Regions from separate parts of the Solanum lycopersicum genome. Here region 1 is linked to region 2. A link is a contact called in public HiChIP or PLAC-seq data. All regions are on one chromosome and are shown on one strand. Each heading gives the region's core, a stretch centred on a gene start, on an enhancer-like site or on the middle of the called end of the contact. The rest is flanking DNA. Distances are from core to core; before and after follow the strand shown. Region 1 has its middle 6.2 kb from the start of LOC138349136. Region 2 holds the start of LOC101256978 (large ribosomal subunit protein eL8z).

Region 1 (2,700 bases), core at 120-2,619, 50 kb after region 2:
AATTTGATTTGACATATAATTTAAGAAAAAATAATTTTTTTAATTTTGTGATTATAGTTTAAAATTATGTTAGATATATGAAATATCGTTTAATTTTTAAGCTTGTCATTATGTAGAAAGCTGAAATTAAATTATCGAGGACTTTGTTTTCAAACGAAAAGAAGTATAATTAGTAAAATTAATCAAGAATGGAATGTCGTTGTGTCGAAAAAAAAGATGATGCAAAATAATATAAATTTATGTTTGGACATAATAAAGTTAAGGGTCCCCTCCCCTCTAGTGTAATGATGAACTTTGCATTTTCTTTGTCTCTTCACATCACTATGATTACTGGCGTGTTCATAAAATTACGTACTATAAAAAAAAATGCATTTCATTTATCCATTTGCATTTGCCTAACTACCCTTTTCTTCATCTTAATTTAATAACATCCTCAATGAAAACCAAAGGCATTCTTATGTTATTTTTGTTTTTGTTCCTTTTACATTTGGAGGCTGAAGGTCGAGATTGCTGTGGGGGTTGGGCTAGTCCTATAACAAGGGAACAAATTAAGACAACAGAGGATTATGCTGGAGACCAAAATGTTTTTGATGATGTCTATAGACAACATGAAGATATTCCAAGCCCTGGTGTGGGAAATTGAACTATCTAAACTTGTCTTATTATTTTTTTAGTACATATACTCTTTTTGTTTGTGTCATGTTCTCTCTTTTGCTCTATATGTTACATCACATTAATAATAGTCCATATGGTGGATTGGACTAGAAGTTGCTCGGATAGTAAGCATGCCGCACTTTCGATTCGAAGGTTGTGAGTTCAAATCATCAAAAAAGCGAAGCTCGGGTAAAAAAAAAAAGGTCTATATGGTGGATTGTACTTGGGTGGTTGTTTTTTTCTTGTGGGGGGTATAAATGGGTACTGGGCAATTTTCATGTCGTGTACATTTTTACAGCAAATATACAAATATGTAAAATATTTGTGAGGATTATTATTGTGGTGGCTTGGGCCTGAAGAAATTTTCAAATGGAATAAACGTTTGTTGGTTTATTTGAGCTCTTAACTTATTCTTCATAGTTCCTACTGCTTCTTTTGGGATAATATAAATATAACATCATTTTCTCTTTGAAACTCTATCTTATTCGATTTATTAAATATATGATCAAAGTTGCTTGGAAATATTATCTTCATCAAAAATAGAACTTCTTTTGCCTTTCTTAACTTAGTACGTTTTTGTTTGTTCAACTAGCTTGATACTTCTAGTAAGCCCTGTTAATTGGGTCGGATTATTCGGGCCCATAACCATCTTTACTTATCGGGTTTTCCATTAATGGGCCTAATCGATCTAAATAGTAATTTCAGAGAATCATATCGGCTCGTGACCCATGAGACAAATCTACCAATGTTAATGGGCCATGCCTAGGTTTTAGCCCTGTGGCAAAGGGCCAGATTATTTCTGGAAAACTATATGGGTCATAAAATTCAAAATAATTATAAGTCAGATTCAAATTCAAGGTCATTTCTAGAATACTCATTATTTCATAAATAATTACAATTCCTATCTGTTAGGATAGAAAATAAATTGGTGTAAATGCGGAAGCTAGCAACGCAAACCTCAAAAGACCACGAGTAAGAAGACAACGAGAAATATATTAAAAGACACAAAGATTTAACGTGGTTCGGTCAAGCGACCTATGTCCATAAAGGAGATGAACAATCCACTATAAATATGAGAATACAAAATACAGAGGGAAACAACCTTAATCAATTCACTTGGAATACATGGGAGGTTCACACAAGTGATAACGTATCAAGCTTGTGACCCATAAATTCTCCCCTTAACCAAAATTCTCAAAGCCCTTAAGACTACATTGTGAATGCTGATTAAGTTAGAAGGAACATGTCTCTATTTATATAGTCCTAAACCTTTTCCTACTATAAAAAGGATTAGTCAATCCAAACCTTTTCCTAAAAGAAAAACCTATTTATGGTAAGAAATCAAGACAAATAAAACCCAACACTACCCCCCATTCATCCATTCATTAAGGGTGATAATTTTTATTTAACTGATACTAAATTGATATCATATACTATATTAGTATCATTAAGATTGACAATTTCGATACTAAATTATTTAAGTGTCAAAAACACGTCGAAAGTATTCTTTTTTTTTAATTTCATACATAGACTATAACTTATTAGTTTAAGAAACACATCTGAGTGATGTGTAGTACACTCTATCTTTTATTTGCAAAAAAATTGTCACATACCATTACATATGAATAAAATATTTCACCTTGACTAAATAAACTATTAATATTAACTCTTATCCTAAAAAAAGAAACTTTTAAAAGAATAATATTTTTTTTAAAAAATAATATTTTTCTCATTTCACCACCACATTATCCCCACACCTGACAAACCCATCCTTTTATTTTCTTAAATTTATTTTATAAAATATTTTAAAAATATTCAGACCTCAACCCTTCCCCACTCCTTCCTAAAAAAAAGGGGGGGGGGGGAGGGGGGAATACAAGAAGACTATTGTTGAAATCTCAGAGTCACATCTTAACAAATAAATTATGGTTATATTACTCCATGAAATCTTTTTTTTTTTTTGTAATTTTATACATTTTTTTGGCTTACGTGACATTCAAATATTTTTTACGCGCCTCAATTGCATGGAGTCACGGAGTGTGCCAC
Region 2 (2,700 bases), core at 80-2,579:
TTAGAAATTGATGATTAAATGGGATAACTCTTGTAATCCTTTTGAAAGCCATTATAGAGGATCTATAAGGTTTTCATTATCCAAAACAGTAATCAAAATTGGAGAACTTAGTAAGCAACTAAACAAATAATTTTTTGAAAGATTTAAATAAAAACAAAAGAGGTTAACAAACCTAAAAGCCGGATAAAGATGCATACCTTAATCAATGAAATTCTTTTGAATATTATAGATTATGTCATTGGATAGTGATTTAGAGTTTATCAAATCCTAAATGTGATTTCAACTACAAACAACAATTTTGAACATTTAAATAAAAATAAAATCATAAACGAATAAAGATGCATTCCTTAATCAAATGGATTGTGTGAATATCTTTATAATATATAGTATTCAATTTCTGAAACAAAAAAAAAATGCAAGAAAGAGAGAGACATGTTTGAAATGGAAAACATGAGAAGAATTGAAAGATGGAAATATGTGAGAGAGAGAAAAAAATATTTTTTTTAACCTATGAGAGAATTTATTGAAAAATGTGTAATTAAGGTGAAATAAAATGGAAAGTAAATTAGGATACACAAACTTCTTTAAACTAATGACATTTTTTTTTTATATTTTTACTAATATGGAGTTTTTTCTACTAAATATGGTAGATCTTTTTGACTACTTTGCTAATTTACCCTTTCTAATTAGGGAAAATTACGCAACTATTTATACTATTTAATTACTCATCATAGCTTTAGTTTGCTATAATTACCACTTTCAACTAATATTATACATTAATTACGTGGACTGACTTCGAGTTTGTATATGTATAATTCGCCAAGATATACAAATACATATGTATAATATACAATTATTTAACCTATATACATATACAATTCGCCTTTCTCACACTCTTTGTCCTCACTCGCTCGCCTCTCTCCTCCCTCTCTCAATCTCGCTCGCCTCTCTCCTCCCTCTCTCAATCTCGCTTGCCATATATACAAATGTATATGTATAATATACAATTATATACATATACAATTCACCTCTCTCCCACTCTGCCCTCTTTCCTCAATCTCTCAATCTCGATCGTCTCTCTCCTTCCTCTTCCAGTCTCGCTCGCCTCTTCTCCCTCTCCCAGTCTCTCTTGCCATATATACAAATACATATGTATAATATACAATAATTTAACCTATATATATATATATATATATATATATATATAATTCACCTTTCTCCCACTCTTTTCTCCTCTCTCGCCTCTCTCCTCTGTCTCCCAATCTCTCACATTTCTCCTCCATATAGCATGTAGCTATAAATTATAATTATCAAATTATATGGAGAGTAATTAATTATTTTTAAGTGGCTATACGTGAAATTTTCCAACAAGGCAAAAGGAGCCCGGCCCAAACAGCGAACATGGTATATATGTGTTGTGCATCGCCAACTCTAGGGTTTTGATCCGTCTCCCGCAAAAATGGTATGCTCAATCCTCTATGGTTCCAGTTCCGTACCTTCTTCACAAGTATTGACATTGATTATTGTTTCTGTGTAGGCTCCAAAGAAGGGTGTTGCAGTAGCAGCAAAGAAGAAGGCGGAGAAGACGTCGAAGGTGGTGAATCCACTGTTCGAGAAGCGGCCAAAACAGTTTGGTATCGGTGGGGCTCTGCCACCGAAGAAGGATGTAACAAGGAACGTGAGATGGCCTCGGAATGTTACCCTCCAAAGGAAGAAGAGGATTCTCAAGATGCGATTGAAGGTCCCTCCTGCTCTCAACCAGTTCACCAAAACCCTAGATAAGAATCTAGGTCAGTATACTATTGTAACCTTATATCCTCTTGCTTTTTGGTGAAAGTTGGTTGCTGTAGTTTTGCAACATTAATGTCCATTTCCTTATATTTGCACCTTCAAGGTAAATCTCTGGCATCGATGTTTAGTACACGAGCTACTTCCTTTCATTATACAAGTATGTTTTATGGTGCATGTTATTAACTGGAACTTACCAGAATTGGTGTCATGAGTAGCGAAGCAATTATAATGAATGGAGTATCTTGTTGGAGCTGTAATGTGTTCCCCTAGATGTCAGAACTATGCCTCATTGTGTACTTGAAGATGGTTGAGTGAGTGGTTGTTTGTGCTTGACTTGTGGGTTTTTATGATTCCAATTTTATCATGTCAGTGAAAGTTTGCAAAAACATAGGCTTTTTTGCTAAGTGAGCAATATGGATTTCATTTCCAGGCTCACACCTCTGGAACTGTTGCTGGTGGTTTATTTTATAGTTCATAACCAAGTGGTTGACTCTGAGCTACTATTGTCCTTTTTTAGAATAAATTTTTTGTTTGGATAGTTCAGAAACTACTACTATCTGTCATTGTTGAATAATAAATTTTACATATTCTTAGTTCATTTCTGGCAAAATATATTGTTTTGGGAAAATGTAGTACTTTGTAATGTTTTATTAAGCTGCTGCCATGTAACCATTATGTCTTCCCACTTTTCCTGTATACCAAGATTGATAGTATTGTTTATTAGCTCTCAACTCATCTTCTGTATTGTTTACTTGCATGAGCTGTTTTATGTCAGTGATACTGATTTGAATTTTTCCATTGTCTTTGCCCTTTGAACATGTCAGCTACCAACCTTTTCAAGATGCTTCTTAAGTACAGGCCTGAGGACAAAGCTGCAAAGAAGGAGCGTCTTGTTAAAAGGGTTCAAGC

Evidence for each region. HiChIP or PLAC-seq counts read pairs in DNA pulled down with a chosen protein or histone mark.
Region 1: a contact with region 2 is called in an RNA polymerase II HiChIP or PLAC-seq map of leaf, with 6 times the contacts expected there. The contact joins the enhancer-like site here to the promoter of LOC101256978 in region 2. A contact is called at or near these places in 4 of 8 Hi-C or Micro-C datasets (leaf and leaf mesophyll) and 1 of 1 datasets of contacts at active chromatin or transcription factors (leaf).

Annotation. Positions count from the first base shown.
Region 1 is chr6:35,041,197-35,043,896 of SLM_r2.1, forward strand. No RefSeq gene overlaps it. Among protein-coding and RNA genes, the nearest start is that of LOC138349136, 6.2 kb to the left of the region's middle. Within about 2 kb of position 1,370, at least 2 of the 2 cell types and tissues checked have open chromatin away from gene starts, as enhancers often do. A contact at or near this core is called in leaf, where this site is marked.
Region 2 is chr6:34,991,275-34,993,974 of SLM_r2.1, forward strand. It overlaps LOC101256978 (large ribosomal subunit protein eL8z), which reads left to right and starts at 1,330. Exons shown (of 6, transcript XM_004240822.5): 1 at 1,330-1,462; 2 at 1,538-1,790; 3 at 2,616-2,700. The coding sequence starts at 1,460.